Regions from separate parts of the Sus scrofa genome. Here region 1 is linked to region 2. Evidence: chromatin contacts called from public HiChIP or PLAC-seq data. All regions are on one chromosome and are shown on one strand. The core of a region is the stretch at or near the end of the contact, and the rest is flanking DNA. Distances in the headings are between cores, read along the strand shown.

The links. HiChIP or PLAC-seq counts read pairs in DNA pulled down with a chosen protein or histone mark.
Region 1: an H3K27ac HiChIP or PLAC-seq map of skeletal muscle shows a contact between it and region 2, with 4 times the contacts expected there. The contact joins the promoter of LOC106507939 here to the enhancer-like site in region 2. A contact is called at or near these places in 3 of 5 promoter capture datasets (fetal liver and liver), 4 of 47 Hi-C or Micro-C datasets (embryonic fibroblasts, liver and skeletal muscle) and 2 of 2 datasets of contacts at active chromatin or transcription factors (alveolar macrophages and skeletal muscle).

What each region holds. Positions count from the first base shown.
Region 1 is chr11:9,911,481-9,915,143 of Sscrofa11.1, reverse strand. It overlaps LOC106507939, which reads right to left and starts at 2,372. Exons shown (of 4, transcript XM_021065188.1): 1 at 1,822-2,372. The coding sequence starts at 2,293. The region is part of intron 1 of LOC110255744 (a long non-coding RNA gene); the gene reads left to right.
Region 2 is chr11:9,615,717-9,619,238 of Sscrofa11.1, reverse strand. All of the region lies in intron 1 of STARD13 (stAR-related lipid transfer protein 13), which reads left to right. Among named protein-coding and RNA genes, the nearest start is that of STARD13, 120 kb to the left of the region's middle. Within about 2 kb of position 1,683, at least 43 of the 83 cell types and tissues checked have an H3K27ac peak or open chromatin away from gene starts, as enhancers often do. A contact at or near this core is called in fetal liver, liver and skeletal muscle, where this site is marked.

The DNA of each region.
Region 1 (3,663 bases), core at 1,123-3,622, 300 kb before region 2:
TAGATATATTAATTTACAAATCAAGGGTATTTTTTATAATAAGGTCAGTCATATCAGACCAAACATTCTAAACTTTCATATCAGTTTTAGGACTAATTTCAGCTATGAACATACAAACCTATCTAAAAAATTTGTATTTCAATTAGGCATAAGGATAAAATTTGCAGTGTGCCTGCACTTTATCCACTGTCAATAAGAGAAAAGGCCTGCAGGAAAGATTAGGTAAGCCATTTCTGCAAATGAGGTGACCATTTTTACAAATGAAAACACTGTGTACATTTGGCAACTGGCATGACAGGGTGGAGCGGGGTTGCTAGAAGATTCAGTGAAAGAAAATTTGAGAAGATACAAAGGACTAACTAATATCTATGTCCTTTTTGGGAAATTTTGGTGTCTACCAAAAAGCAAAATGAGAATGTTAGGTTGTAACAATTTTGCCCTTACTGGTCATTTCTGATTTACTGACTTTTAACAGTGAATGGGAAGGACAGAAATTACAGCAGGATAATTGAAATATTTAGTATAACTGTTACCACAGTACCCTCTCTCACACATACACAATGTGTTTATGGGCAGTAGTTGCTTTAATGTGTGACTATTCATTCACGTCGAACTTTCCTGGCTCTAGTGCTTAGTTTGTTACTTGCCCACAATGGATTTCTCCAGATTTAGTTATCACTTGTAATCAATTGCAAAGAGCATTATCTCCCTCCCACCCCGCTTTTTGAGGGCCACTCCCGCAGCATATGGAAGTTCCCAGGGTAGGGGTCAAATCGGATCGGAGCTGTAAGCCACAGCCACAACTACAGCAACCTAAGATCCCAGCCACCTCTGCGACCTACACCACAGCTCAGGGCAAGGCTGGATCCTTAACCCACTGGGCAAGGATACGAATCAAACCCCCGTTCTCATGCATTACTGACAAAGCAACCCTCAACTCTATAAATTATTCCAAGTGTGGTGCTACTACCCACAGCTTAAGTTATCACCAGAGAATTTATCAGAGTCGTGATTATTCAGCTCTACCCCCAGCCTTTCCCAGTTAAAATCTTTCAGGTTAAGGCCAATCTATTTTAACAAGTCTTCCAGGGACACCTGATGCATGCTCACGTTTGAGAATCGCTGCCGCAGGAGAATCGCCCAGTGAAGCAGTGCTTTCAGTAGGCGCTGAAGGCTACAGGAAACTTCCTTCACTAACTTCCACTTAAAATACTCAGTTAAGCCGCGTTCTGGTAAAGCCCTAAGAACAACCCATTGCTCACTACCAAACAATCAGGCCTCAAACTTCCAGGAAAATCGAGGTTCTTAAGCAAAAATTCATCAAGGAAGAATTTACATTGATTTTGCTAACTTAGGGGAAAGGTTTTCTTTTCCCCGTCCGTTATCTAAGAGAAATATGACACACGAACAAGTCTATATTTATCCGGAGTGTTTCTGAGGCTACCTTTCGGAAATTTCCTTGGCCTATTTTTTAAAAAGTTATCCATGAAATTCTCCCCTCCTTCAGGGGCTCCAAACACGTACGCTGTATGTTTAATCATCAAAGGGAAACAAAACCTCTTACAGCAGAAACCAATCTAAGACACAACACCTGTGCCATCTTCCCACCAAGCAAGAAATGGTGGAGCCCGGTCCCAAAAGACTAAGAAATCGACGCAGGGATGATTGAGAAGGACTCAAGAGCAAAGTATGAGGAGACAAAAAAAGACCTGCTTTTTTTCTGGGCTTAAAACTAGAGAAAGAACTCCGTTTCCGCTCCATCTCGGGTATTTTCAAGCTAACACATACAAGCAGCTACCAATTCAAAGTGCTGCAAAGTACCTCCTGCGCGGGAACTCGGCAGGGCGGAGCCTCTGGTCGCTCCCTTCCCGAGGGCGGGACAGAGCAGAACCGGGGCCGCGTTTTCTCTGGAAGGTTCCGAAAGGCGCGCGCCCCCTCCGCGGGCGGCGAGACACTCGGCACCAGATGGCGCTGCCGCACCGAGAGCCGGAGCCTGGGCGGCAGGAGAGAAGGGAAGAGGCGTCACCGGATCCTTTCTGTCGCCGGAAATGCGCGCTGCCGGCGGCCTCGGGTCCCGGATATTAAGATTTCTGGAGGGTTCCCGCGTGAGGGCGGGACTAGAACCGGAACCGAACAGCGACCGTCGGGCCTCGGGGCGGAAGCCCGGGGCGGCGCCAGCGGGGGGCTGGTTTCTGGTGCGCGCGCCTCGCTGGGGGCGCGAGGGGGCGGGACCTCGCTCGCACTTGCGCGTTTTGGGGACGTAGGCGCTGCCGGGACGTGCGTCTTTCTCCATCTTTGCACGTTTGTTGGCCCGGCAAGGCGGAAATGGTGGCGTAGTAGGTTTTTTGTGTTTTTTTTTTTTCCCCCCCTCCATCCCCTCCCGCCCACAGGGTTGGGGTTTCTGGCTGTGAGTGAGGTTTCTGGAAATCTCTGTGGAAAGTTAATGGTATGTGAGGTAAAAACGCGAGCTTTATTTTCCCCTTGAGTCTTAAGCGATCCAGATGCCTGCTGGGCGCGGTCCCAGTGCTGGGCTGGACCCAGCCTTTCCCTCTAAATCTCTTCCTGCACCGGCTTGATCCACCCAAAGTGTCGTTAAGCATCCGTCCTGAGGCAGTAGGAGTGTCACTCGTGAAAAGGAACGTGGGCAGATACATTCTTCACGTGGAACCTAAAAACGCTTTTTAATTATGTCAGGAAGCATGTCTTGGTTTTTTAGCAGTGCTTCTCAAGAACTCATGGAGTTCATCGGCTTTATCGTCACGTTTTTGTCAGTAACATTTTATGTTCTTTGTTTTATGGTGTCTTGGTCTTTATCAAATATTAATTACGGGAAGGCCGCTTGTGCAAACCGTTCGAAAGGAGAAGAATTCTCCATTTCCATTTTTACAAGACAGGGGCAAACCACTTTTAAAGGACGGATCTAGGAACTCGTGAGAGTGCCCTGGTTTGGTTTGGTTTTTAAATGCAGCATCGAAACGACCAAAGGTAGCAAAAATAAATTCTCTGTGAAGCCATACTAATCCAACTTTAATTTTAGACCAATTCTGAAAGTGTTAGCAGCAAGGTACCCAGTTCTCCCAAGAAATTTCTTGGTAGACACTTTTATCTTTGTATTTCAGAGTTCCTTCCAATCTGCGGCCTACGTAAAAACTTGAGTCCTTGTGAAAGCCAGATTGAAAGGAATAGAGATTTATTTAAAAGAGTTATACTGAGAGAAATGGGAAGATTGGGGAATAAAAGATTGTCTGGAGTAGCCACATAAAGACATTTTATAGTTTTTGGTTAAAACCCTTTGGTGGGTTTTGGTAACAGGTGTTGTGAAGAAAGCTACTGTCAGTGGAGGAGTCCCATGATGTACATTTATGTGAGAAACCAAAAAAAATTGGGCAGGATCATTGGGGACTGATCACAGTGTGTGAGCAGGAGGCTAGATGCAGGCGGCACATAATGGAAGACATTAGGAAACACATGAAAGCAAAGGTCAGAGCTAAAGGGGCAATGGATGTGGAAACACTGATTTGGAAACTGGGGAAAAACAGGTTTTAGACCTCAAACTGAATGTGTAGAATAAGGAATAAATTCTTCATTAGATGTTTTGTTTTGGGATATATTGCATTTAGCTGCTTATTTTAACTTTATGTTCCTGTCTTCCCTATATTTCAT
Region 2 (3,522 bases), core at 434-2,933:
ATGATGACCTCTGTTTGGGGACAGAAAGCTACAGTACACCAGTTTTATAATGTCCTGTTTCGGCATTTTTTTTCCTTTTCCATTTTTTTCCTTGGAATCAGTTTTCATAATTTTAACATGTTCAGAGTTATCCCGTCATGGGCACATGCGTGTGTGTGTGTGTGTGTGTGTGTGTGTGTGTGTGTGTGTGTGTGTGTGTTTCAGTCATGGGCATCTTTCGAGTCTCTGTAGGCATGGAAAAACCTACGCCTGGTTGAAAACCCTCCCTCCTGTCCTCTGAAGTTTGAGGACAACTTACCATGGGATTTGTTATATAACCTACACCCTTGCCGGGGGAGACCCCTAAACGAGGATCGCCCCTCTTGGTCTGGGACAGACCAGCAGCTTTTTTCCTCTGGTACGTGCCGTAGCTACTGAGCCAGTTTTAAAGGAGAGGATTTATAGGAAATCCAGCTGTGAGTTTTCGTTTTTCTCTTAGAGCTAGAGGCGGGGCCAAAACCACCCTCAGACCAGGCACAGCATTGACCAGGCTAGAAGGATGTGGAACAGTCTCACTGACAACAGCTAAGCACGGGGGAAATATTAGCTGGCAGAGATAACCAAGAGGAAACACTCAGCGACAGATGCACCATCTGTCAGTTTCAGAGACGCGATTTTCAAGAAAGCAGAAAATGAAATGAAGACAAGAATGGTTTTGTTTCAAAGGTACAGCACAGCTTAAGGACGTTTTTAAACAAAGTAAGTTTGTATTCCATTGAAGAGGCCCTGGCATGGGTAAGACAACACTTATTTCCTATTTATACTGGGAGTTGTGTTATGGATGTGTATAAAGTGTTCTTTGGGTGTCCTTGATATTTAGAGGGACGATCTTGTAGCAAGAATTTGATTTAAGATTTAAAGCAGTGGCTCTCCTTTTGATTATTCACTTTAAAAACATTTGAAACTTACAGTAAGATTTATTTACTTTAACCTCAGAAAATTGTTTTATCTCAGTTAGTGTAAAGATACTGATATCAGGTTTTCTTTCTTATTTTTTTGAACTATGGGCAGAATTACCTGTATCTTTCCTCAAAGGCAACTGAGCGAGAAAGTGTCCTCTCAGATGTGAGAGGCTGGCAGAAAATGCTGTCTATTGGGTACTTAACTCCCTGAGATCAGTTGCAGAAATAGCCGTGAACATGAGCTAAACTTCTATATGCCTTTCCTCCTAATGTTATTGTGTTGACATAGTTTTTAAAGAAAGCTGCGTCTGGATCTTCTTTATAAACTGCCATAGAAAACAATCCTGCTGGATATGTTTAATACATTTTCAAACGTCTTAGTTTTCAAACAAAGTTGGACTTGTGCTGTTTGTTATTGTGTGTTACACCTAAGACATCTGCATTTCATGTCCCATATCATGTGTTTTATTAGGCTGGGATGTGTCTCATTCCAAAGAGATCTAAAGCAGTGATTTGGAATGATACGTTTACACAAGCAGTAGCAGAAAGTTTGGAGGGGGATCACAGGATCCCCTGTGTTAGAAAAGGCAGTTCTCTTAAAATTGACACAGGCGAAAAGGGACTTACTTTGTGCTGGCGTTAGCAAGCCGTGGAGTCCCAACCAGAAGTGGAAGAAGCACAGGCCGTAAACTGGCAGAAGCAGAAACCACTCAGTGTTATGGCCCAATATGGATGTCAGAACTTCAGAGCATGTGTGGGAAAGTGGCTGCCGTCCAACGTCTGGAATCATTTATCTTCGGGCCGAGTCTAGAGGACAACTGTTTTTTGCATTTACAGAAATCCTTGCTGATTGATTTCATTTACATAGAGTCAGCAGAGTGCCCGGTGGTGGGACAAGTACGAATGGGGCCGAGTATTGATCTCTTTCTGCCTTTGCTGACATCCTGGTCTCGTTAGTGTTCCTGGCACCTTTGAATGAGGTGGCGCTGTTCCGAGCAACCACACGCTTTCTACAGGGCCCCCTTTCCACACGTTTCGTAATAAATGCCACGTTGATGTCTTGTCTTATTCGGGCAGTCAGAAACTGAAAGTTGCACATTTTGTCTTACTGTCTTTTCAGAAGCTTAACTTGTTTCTAGAGTCTAGATTTAAGGGGGCGGGGGGAGAGAATATCAGTGGACGGAATTCTCTGTAGACTCGCTTCTGCTTATGCAGTTGTTTAGAGATGTGTGCGAGACGGCCTTTCGGAGATTCTGGAACATACTCTCTGTGATGTATACCTTATCTGTCTGTGAGGGTCAGATACGCCCGCCAGTATGTTCTGCGAGTGCTGAGCTCACATGCGCTGACATATGCTGACAGGTGACAGGATAGCATCCAGACCCATTTTTCTAATGTGTGAAAGAATGCCAATTTCTGACAGTGTCCTGTCAGGCCTGATGAAGACACTTTGAATTTATTGCAGGGACCAAGGTAACAGTCAGAAGCCTTGGATTTCAGCCGCTCCTCTTATGCTGCCTACCTCGGCAACCTTGAGGAAAAGAATAACCTTCTAATAAATCTGTGTCACTGCTTAAAAATACAGCGAATCACTCCAGCCATCTCTTTGACGCCCAGAGACATTTCAGATGTCAGCAAGATATTTATATTGTGTCCTGTGCTGTTAGTTTTTAGCATGTGTGTCACTTATCAAGTTGCCTCTGTGTCCTTAGACTGAAAAAGCTGAAAAACTCTGGTCACTGAAAACAAAATTCTGTAATCTTATACAGTGATGCTTTTGCTTGCAGTAGCCTGCTCTTGAAGCTACTTGTACTAATCTTTTTTCTGTTTGTAATTATCGTTTGATTTTCTCATCACAGTTCCTTGCATTGTGAAATAACAGGCATTCTCTCAAACAGGTTGAAGTTGTAGAAGCTAGGTTAAAATGGGTGCAGTCTGCCCTGATCTGGTGTGCTTAAATATACATAATTTTTAGAATTCCTAATTCCAGTAAGTGGATAATAATGCAAACTGTCACCTAATATTTTCTAACGTTTATATAGACATATATATCATATTCAAATAAATCATACTCATCTTCATATAAGATATGGATATTTGTGTGTATACATAGAGAATCTCTAAAATATTCCAATAAAAGCAACAGTATATACAATATTAAAAAATAGGAGCTGTTAGTGTATTCTCATTTTTGAACCATTTTCATTTTAAGTGATAAATATAACAGCTTAGTATAGTGCAGATGACATCAGGAGTCAGAAGTCAGAAGTCGCACCTGCCAAGTTCAGCTGCTAATACCACTACACTCCAGACAAAACCATCCCTGTGGGCACTGTTCGCTGAGTTTGAATTCTTAAAGCGCAGCTGCCCTGTGAGCCATGCCACTCGATTGTGTGACCTTGGGCAAGTCACTTAACCCCACCGACTCATAGTTCTTCTGCTACAGTATGAGAATATGTAATATGATGCGATATGTATACCTTATCACTTAAGGTTGTTATGGAGGTCAAGTGGCATAATATATGTGAAAATGCTTTAAAAACCTTAAAGTCATTTGTTTGCTTCCTGGAATATTCCTTTT